2 separate regions of the Triticum aestivum genome follow, and region 2 is linked to region 1. A link is a contact called in public Hi-C data. All regions are on one chromosome and are shown on one strand. The core of a region is the stretch at or near the end of the contact, and the rest is flanking DNA. Distances in the headings are between cores, read along the strand shown. Region 1 has its middle 9.1 kb from the start of LOC123056258. Region 2 holds the start of LOC123052359 (remorin 4.1).

Region 1 (4,713 bases), core at 612-3,111:
CTCTTTGCACACGACAAACGGATGATTTTTGGGCCTGGTCCGAGGAACGTAAGGGCAACTTTTCTGTGCGATCAGCGTATCGGATGCTTCAGCAAACAAAGCTTAGTAGGGAGGCATGGTTGTATGAACAGGGGGCCTCTTCCGACTCCCTGGGTATAGACCAAGGTTGGTCCGAGCTGTGGCGGATCAGAGTTCCTTCAAAGCTGAAAATTTTCTTATGGAGGCTCGCCAAACACACTATCCCCACAGCCGCACTCCTTCATCACTGGAACATGTCAACTTCCAGAGCTTGCTGTCTTTGCGGGGCTGACGACACTTGGCGCCATGCTCTAGTGGACTGCTCGGTTTCAAGGAGCACTTGGGCACTTTCGTCAGAAGCTGTCCTCGACAAACTGAGCACATGCAGAGAGGAAAATGCAAAGAGATGGCTGTTTGGTATGCACGAAGCTTTGAACCAAGAGGATTTCCTTGTTTTTGTTGTCACCTTATGGGCGCTGTGGAGTGCATGCAGAAAGGCCATGTATGAGGACATCTTCCAAACACCCTTCGCCATCAACGGCTTTGTCAAATCCTACATTGGAGAGCTAAAAGCACTCCAGGAGCCAGGTGCAGTCGGAAACAGGGCGCTACAACGGGGTCCAAATCACTGGATCGCACCGCCTGTGGGGCTGGTAAAAATCAATGTAGATGCCGCGGTTGGACGATCGCATGGTGCAGTTGGAGCAATATGTAGAAACCGAGATGGAGTTTTCTTAGGAGCTTCGGCGGTGGTGTTTTCCAATCTATCAGACCCAGGCACCCTTGAGACACTCGCTCTCAGGGAGGCACTGGCGTTAGCAGATGATCTCTACGTCAGGAGGATTCATGTTGCTTCGGATTGCAAGGTGGCCGTCGACGATATCCAACAGCAATACAAAGGGAGCTACGGTGCAATTGTGCATGAAATCATACAACATGAGAGTGCTTTTTAATACTTGTAATATCGTTCATGAATTTAAGAGCTCGAATATCGAGGCTCACAAACTTGCAAAGTATGCTTTATCTCTTGGAGTTGGCCGCCATGCTTGGTTAGGCCAGCCCAACGATCTTGATTTCGTCCCTGTAAACATTGTGACGACCTAATAAAGCTTTGCAGTTTGTCTAAAAAAAACCTGTCAAAAACCTGGTACATAGAAACCTTGTCGTGAACCCTAAAAAAAAACCTTGTCGTGTCGTACGTCACACAATAGTTACAATTTGAGTATGTACGCGTATTTTTGTTTTCTATTTTGCGAAGAGCATGTACACGTCACACACTGCTTACTACTTCCCCCGTCCCAAAATGTACCGTCAAAAAAGTCTTACATTTTGGGACGGAGGGAGTAGCAACCAGGCATTTTACGAGGCGTTAGCAAGTATAGCTTTCTTAGAAGAAAGGCCAGCGAGTGTACGTATTAACTGTGCATGCGAGTATTTTTCTTCTTTTTGATTTTTTAGGGCATTTTTTCTTTTCGATGATGATATCTTATGGAGTATGTGCGACGGACTGACGGGAAGGGGCAGAATGATAGAAGCCCACGAGGCTCTCTGTTAACTTTGGGCCGACTTCAGGTCCTCTGGTGCGCCAACAGACACGGGCGTGAGTTATCAGGCTGCCTAAAGTCCCACCTCGCGCAGCGAGCCAACAAACAATCGGCTTATAAGCAAGAGGTAATAGCACCCCAGGTCTATGTACTTGCACAATATGTGATGGTTTAGTCCTTGTAGTTGCAAAAATGAATTATTTCATTCTGAACTTGTCATGGAGGTGCAAGTTTAGTCCTAGGCTAATCACAGCCCGGCAAGTAGATGCCAAGTGGACTAGCAGGTCAGCGCGCAGCATTTTGCAGTTAGGCCCCTGCCTTCTTTCCTTATCAACCCGCAGTGCACCACCAAGTGGCACCTGTGTTGGTATATTCTTTGGAATATTCTTTCGAAACCTGTCGGCAGCTCACCCCTCCACTCACCTCTCTGGTCCCTCGCCTCCCTTCCCCTGCTCCAGCTCGCCGCCGCCGTCCAGCTCGCCGCCATGGTATCTTGGAGTGAAGGATACAGCTCGTCGTCCGACGACTCCCCGGGCCACATCGACTTCTGCTCCGAGGTCTCCTCCGCCGCGCGCCTCTCCGACTCGGCGCTCATCCTCGTCGACGCCGTCGAGAGCGTCCACATCCAGACCCACGCCGCGTTGCGCCAGGCCTTCCTCGAGCGCCTCCGCCCCTGCCTCGTCCTCAACAAGCTCGACCGCCTCATCACCGAGCTCCACCTCACCCACGCCGAGGCCGATACGCGCCTGCACCGCATCCTCGCCGACGTCAACTCCATCTACTCCGCGCTGCGCTCGCACTCCTACTTCTCCGTCCTCGCGTCCCTCGAGGACCAACCATCCTCCAGCTCGTCAGCCTCACAGGACGATCCCCCGGAAGATGCTGACGACGATGAGGAGGACGCCTTCCAGCCCCAAAAGGGCAATGTCGTCTTCGCCTGCGCCCTCGATGGCTGGGGCTTCCGCATCCACCACTTCGTAGAGTTGTATGCCACCAAGCTTGGCGCCAGCGCCTCTGCTTTGCTGAGAGGATGTTGAATCAAGTGATGGTGTGATAACCATGGAAGATGGAAGGCAAGGTATTCTTGTGCGTGGTAGAGCAGATTTTTTTTTGAGAGATTGGGGTTTGTGAGTGGATCTGATGCTGAAGCTAACCATATTCCTGACAGCAGTAAATCATCAGCAGATACTCCTGAATCGTTACATCTAGAATCTGTGGCACTATGGAACAGCATTCTTTCAGGATTTCAGTTTACCACGAACACAGGGCCTTTATGTGACGAACCAATGTGGGATCTGGCATTTATCATTGAGCCTTACATATTTGCTGGCAACTCTGATGCTGCCCATCAATCTGATCAATACAACATCTTCAGTGGCCAAGTAATAACCGCAGTTAAAGAAGCATGCCGAGCAGCCGTTCTTCAGAACAACCCAAGGCTTGTCGAAGGCATGTATTTCTGTGAATTGACCACCCCGACTCAGCAACTAGGTTCAACATATGCAGTTCTTGGCAGGAGACGAGCGAAGATTTTAAAAGAAGAAATGCAAGAAGGGACTTCAGTATTTAGAGTGCATGCTTACTTGCATGTTGCCGAGAGCATTGGATTTTCTAGTCAGCTCAGGACATTAACATCAGGTGCAGCCAGCGCGCTGCTTGTTTTTAGCCATTGGGATGCTATTCAGGAGGACCCTTTTTTTATCCCAAAGTCACAGGAGGAGATTGAAGAATTTGGAGATGGGGCAAGCATTGGGCCAAACTTGGCCAAGAAACTTATGAATTCTGTGAGGCGGAGGAAAGGATTGCACGTTGAAGAGAAAGTTGTGGAGCATGGCACGAAACAGCGAACTCTCTCTAGGAAAACATAGCTGTACTTTTTTGTTAGGTAGGGAAACTGTATCATTGTCCCCGGTTTGTGCTGGTAAACTGCAATACAAGACTATCAAATATGGAATCTATGTGACCATATGGCTTTGATTGTTTTTCATATATATTACTGGTATGTTTTGCTTGAGAAATTATTACTGGATTTTTGTGTCAGATGTGATATATTAGAGAATGGTTAGCTGCGGATTACTCATATTCCTATCATGTTGAGTACCCTATTTTTGTTTGGGAACGTAGTAATTTCAAAAAAATTCCTACGCACACGCAAGATCATGGTGATGCATAGCAACGAGGGGAGAGAGTGTCGTTCACGTACCCTCGTAGACCGTAAGCGGAAGCGTTATGATAACGCGGTTGATGTAGTCGTACGTCTTCACGATCCGACCGATCTAAGTACCGAACACACGGCACCTCCGAGTTCAGCACACGTTCAGCTCGGTGACGTCCCACGAACTCACGATCCAGCAGAGCTTCGAGGCAGAGTTCGGTCAGCATGACGGTGATGATGATGCTACCGACGCAGGGCTTCGCCTAAGCACCGCTACGATATGACCGAGGTGGATTATGGTTGAGGGGGGCACCGCACACGGCTAAAAGATCAACTGATCAACTTGTGTGTCTATGGGCCGGCCCTCCTAGGCGCGCCCCAAGGGGAGTCCTACTCCCACCGGGAGTAGGACTCCAACCCTTCCAAGAGTAGGAGTAGGAGAGAGGGAAGGAGGAGAGAGGGGGAAGGAAAGGGGGGCGCCGCCCCCCTCCTTGTCCAATTCAGACTAGAGGGGGAGGGCGCGCGCGGCCTGCCCTGGCTGCCCCTCCTCTTCTCCACTAAGGCCCAATAGGCCCATTACACTCCCCGGGGGGTTCCGGTAACCCCCCGGTACTCTGGTATTTGTTCGAACTTGCCCGGAACCCTTCCGAAGTCCAAACATATTCATCCAATATATCGATCTTTATGTCTCGACCATTTCGAGACTCCTCGTCATGTCCGTGATCATATACGGGACTCCGAACTACCTTTGGTATATCAAAACACATAAACTCATATTACCGATCGTCACCGAACGTTAAGCGTGCGGACCCTACGGGTTCGAGAACTATGTAGACATGACCGAGACATGTTTTCGGTCAATAACCAATAGCGGAACCTGGATGCTCATATTGGCTCCTACATATTCTACGAAAATCTTTATCGGTCAAACCGCATAACAACATACGTTGTTCCCTTTGTCATCGGTATGTTACTTGCCCGAGATTCGATCGTCAG
Region 2 (4,893 bases), core at 860-3,359, 890 kb before region 1:
AATGAATACGCTCAGATATGTGTTATGTGTGCTGCATGACTGCCGTTTCTCCCCCAGACTCTCACCTCATTTTTTTTCTCGAATACGGACTCTCAGCTCGTTTACGTGACAATTGAGTGAGCAGGACTAGCTCGCGACTGTAATCCTCGTTCTGCCGGTGAACTGAAAGACAGGGCACGTTCTGCTGTTCATAGTGAAGCCGGCAGGTCGCATGCCATCATCAAGACAGAAAACTCAGTTTAGTACTTCAGTTCCAAATTACTGATCGTTTGACTACTCTTCACCAGATCTTCAGAAGTCAAAACAAAAGCAACTCTTCATCAGTACACTGGGCCTCCAAGATTTTTTATGTCAAAGTGTTGTTAGTTGAGCATTGAAGACACAATAAAAGAAGCCGGACAAGGTGTTGGTGAGACAATAAAAGAAGCCGGACAGAGAAAGAACTATTTAGCTGAAAATAAGTGACACGGGTGAATATTGGAAATCAAGAAACTGGTGATTCAGAAGGCTTGCAAATGTGCATAGAACAGTAATTTACTGCATATCTTGTTCATATTGACACACACACAATATCCTCGACCGGAAACAAAAACAAAAACAAAAACAAAATACAGGCAGCTCTTGCACTTGGACTCAGCAGGCAGAGCACACCCTTCCATTCTTATGCTATGTACTACTCCATATCAAACACGAGAAATGCAGAAGAAAGAAAGACACACCATACATGTGGATACAACACTAAAACGAGAGTTCCACACAGCGAAGCAGCGAGCACAGGAGGTTCCTATGAAGCGAAGCGGTGAACGATCAGGCGACGGCGAGTAAAAAGCGAAATAATGGCGGGAAGTTGATCAAGGAGGAGGAGCAAGCAGGGCAGCTCAGAAGAAGGAGCGCTTGGTGGGCGCCCTGCCGACGGCCCGCATGAAGTTGGCGAGCTCCAGCACGCGCGCCACCTTGGTGCCCCTCTTGGCCTCCGCCGACGCACGCTTGTCCTCCGCCTTCCGCCGGGCCCTGGCCACCTCGTTCTGCGCCTTCTCCATCGCCTTGGCCCGCTTCTCCTCCAGCTTCCTCTGCACGCACGGGAGTTTCACATTCACGCGATCAGAATTCGTTCAGAGCGAGCATGGTGTGGTGTGGATTGATCATTGATGGAGAAGATTGGGGCTGTGTGTACCTCGTACTTGTTGAGCCATGCGCTGGCCTTCTCGACCTGGTCGCCCTCCCACCCGTTGATGACGACCTCCTCGCGCTTGAAGCGGTTGTTGACCTTGGCGACCTCCGCGATCTGCCACGCCGCGATCTTGGTCTCCACCTCGTCCTTCTTCACCTGCCCCACCGACACCTCGTCGCCCTGTCCATGTCCGGCACCGGGCGCCGCCACCTCCACCGGGCGCGGCGACAGCCCCCGGCGCGGCGACGGGATGGGGTTGCTGTCCGGCACGATGGCGAGCGGGTTCGTCTCCTCCAGCTCCTCCTCGCCGATCCTCCCCAGCGCGTCCTCGTTCGCCACGCGGTCCACGCTCTCCCTGTGGCCCGCCGCGGCGGAGGACGAGGCGTTAGCGCTGGCTGCTGCGGCGACCATGGCCGAGAACTCCCTGCTCATAGTAGGGAAGAGCTCGCTGGGGGCGGTGTCGCTCCCGACGGAGCGAATCGACGTGTGTCTGCTCCCCCCTGCCCCCGCCGCAGACCCCCAAGAGTCCCTGCTGCCCGGCCGGCTCCGGCGGTACAGGCTCAGCGCGCGGGGCGGGCTCAGCGCGTGGATGTCCCTGAACTCTGGCTCCTCCCCCTCTTCCACCTCGACCGGCCGCCGCTGGTGCTGCTGCTCCCCGCTCCCGCTCCCCTGCTCGACGCCGCGGCTGATGACGATGATGCTGCTGCTGCTGCCACTAACCGCCGTTTGTCCACTCAACATGTGGCACCTCACCTCCGGCCTACCTGATCGTACCAACCTCCGCCGCTAATGCGCTAAGCCACTACTGGCCCACAAGAAACCATCTGCGATTAATTTGAGTTGAGTTGGAGCTCAGCTGAAGCTGGGGACGCGATCGAGCTGCGCGGTGCGGGTGTGGTCTGTGGTGCGGTGGTGAGTAGGATGGTGGCGCAAGGAGCCTTCTTAAATAGAGGCCAGGTTGTGGCAGCGGAGGCGCCCACCAATGGAGGGCGGGGGGTTAGAGAGTGAGAGGAGCCGCACTGGGAAAGAAATCGGGATATTTTCCTATTTCTGCTTCAATTCCCGCTCCTTTTGGTGCTGCTTCCTCGCGCTTTCTTATTCCGGAGATTATGTTTGTTTTCTGGGAGCGCAAGGGTCGCGTGGGCAAAGTGCGCTGACTCACACTATCATATTGCCGTTCCACCATGCATCATCGTAATACCAGATGATATTTTTTTTTGCCATCTCTTTGCACTCTGCAGGTTTTCATCATATACTAGTACTCGCAAAGAAAAAAAAACGTACCATGAACATTTTTTTAACACAGTATAGACGCAAGCGCTTATATACACGCGCATACACTCACTCCTATAAACGCACACACGCACACCCTATCTCTATGAGTACCTCCGAAAGACTGAGCCGGCATATCATCTTGAAATTTACGAAGTCATTGTACGCACCTTGTCGTCGACGGGAACGTCTCCTCCCACTGAATGCGCATCGCCGAAAATCCTGAAATAAATTCATGAATAAATGCGAGCACCAGGACTTGAACCCTGGTGCATGAACATTTATAACGTAATCAGCGGCAAGAACCGGGTAATAATTGCCAAACCATCGAGCTAGTGATCGATGCTAAGGGCATCTCTAACACTGACCCGCAAATTTGCTCCGACATGCGTTTACGGACAAGAGGATCAGTCCGCAGACACTGATACGGGGGCCGGTCATCCAATGCTATCATGTATATGTCCGTCAGTAAAGGGCTATTTGAAATTCAAATAAAAGTCTGGTCCATGGCGCGCCGGATGACATGCTCGATCACAACCAAAAAAAGGTAGTATGCTTAAGTTTTTTACATGCCCGATCTTGATCAGAAGAGAATTTTAGTCCGTGCAGAAAATTGAGATTTTCTGCCCTTCTCGACCGGCAATCCGAGCCTCCTCCACACTCAAGGTGTCGCCGCCGCCGCGTATGCAGCCTCCATCTCCTTCTTCGCCTCCTCCTCCTCCTTGTCCACCGCCTCCAACACATCTTTCTGGCGGTGCAACATCTTGTAGCGGATGGTTTGCACGATCATTCTTGCGTCAACATCTAAAGACTCCACCTTCAAGGACAACATCTTGGCGTCCTCTGAATCGGCTGCGATCTTCACCTTCTTTTCTTCGAGCCCCGCCTTCTTCTCCTCGAGCATGACCTTCTTCTCTTCAGTCAAGGCCCTCTTCTTTTTTAGCACTAGCTTCCTCTTGATCGCCTCCATCCATAGTTTGAACCTCTCCATCTTTTTTTTCTCCTTGATGTTCGAGCGCTTGACGAATGCCTCCTCCTTCTTGGACAAGATGTCCTTGAACCTCTCTGTCATCTTGACCATCGCACCTTCTCGCTTCGCCCTCTCCTTCTCCCAGTTCTTTCTCTGAAACCCTCTTCTAATCTTCTTGGGTGGTTCTTTCATTGGGTCGGTTGGGTCACCGGTTTCTTCCTCGGTGGCTTGGGAGCTAGTCTTGGCTATGAATAGGTTCCACTTCGGTTGCCCATTCAACTTCAACCAACAATGCATGACGGTGAATTTTTTCTTCTTCAATTTCTTGAACACCGTACAAGCACGACAAGGTTACAAAAAAGCCAATGATCAACAAAACTATGCATATCCGGCTTCATAACAGGGCACATCTGGCCAATGATCAACAAAACTCGGCATATCCGGCTAGTGATCAACAAAGGTCTGCATATCCGGCTAGTGATCAACCAACAAAACTATGCATACCCGACTACAAAACTGGGCACATCCATCCAACGATCAACAAACTATGCATATCCGGCTAGTGATCAACAAAACTATGCATATCCGGCTAGTGATCAACAAAACTATGCATATACGGCGCCTAAGCTGTTCATATCCGGTGAATGATCAACAAAAGCATATCCGGCTACAAAATGATCAACACAACTATGCATTTCCAACAAGTGATAACTTACTTGCTCGGTGATTTGGGCACCACAATAAACCACCGTGTGATGAGATGCGCCAAGTGGCCACAATACATCGACACGGCCTATTGGATGGTGTACCATCGGTGGTTGAGGGACTTTGGTTCACGGTTGCGGATCACCGCGTCAGAGTAGGGCGTGAAATGCTTGTGTTCATGGAACCATATGTGAGTGTTGGCCCAAAAAGTTGAGCCCTTTTGCTCCATGCTATGGATCTGATCGAGGCTAGTGGACAACCATGCATGGCACAACGGCTCGTCCTCCCGCATGTTGAAGCTTTCTCCTCTACCCTTCTTCTTTGGATCGCCGCCAAAACCATCCGGATCATCGTCTTCGCCGTCCTCATCCTCCTATGTCTGTCCGATGGCCCAATCCTCTTGTTGTTGTGTGCCCTTGCCGGTCTGCTGCATGTCGGCCTGGGAGTAGCCCTGCTGTGTGTGAGTAGAGTCTTCCACCCGCGTTCTCATAGCCTCCTCCTCCTCCGGTGCCGTCAGGGATGATGTCCAACATCTCCATGTCCGCGTTGTCGTACGCCTTCACCCGACTTTAGGAATAACAGTGAACAACGTGTGGGCACCCATGTGCTTCCCGTCCGCTGTCCGCATCCGGACGAGCTGTGGCAAAGCAAACTCAGAGAAGAGCAGCGGCGCCTCGTTGACATCAGCGTACATGCACTTGCCCGGCAGCAGTTGCCGCAGACTGCCTACCGAGCTGCTTGGCAGCGTAGTAGTACGGAGCCTTGTGATGCTCCG

The links. Hi-C and Micro-C count contacts between places; a contact is called where the count stands out from the background.
Region 2: a contact with region 1 is called in a Hi-C map of leaf, with 6 times the contacts expected there. The contact joins the promoter of LOC123052359 here to the enhancer-like site in region 1. A contact is called at or near these places in 2 of 5 Hi-C or Micro-C datasets (both in leaf).

The regions. Positions count from the first base shown.
Region 1 is chr2D:162,067,524-162,072,236 of IWGSC CS RefSeq v2.1, reverse strand. It overlaps the pseudogene LOC123052355. Among protein-coding and RNA genes, the nearest start is that of LOC123056258, 9.1 kb to the right of the region's middle. Within about 2 kb of position 1,861, at least 8 of the 8 cell types and tissues checked have an H3K27ac peak or open chromatin away from gene starts, as enhancers often do. A contact at or near this core is called in leaf, where this site is marked.
Region 2 is chr2D:162,958,546-162,963,438 of IWGSC CS RefSeq v2.1, reverse strand. It overlaps LOC123052359 (remorin 4.1), which reads right to left and starts at 2,109. Exons shown (of 2, transcript XM_044475497.1): 1 at 1,175-2,109; 2 at 519-1,070. The coding sequence starts at 1,912. The coding sequence ends at 879.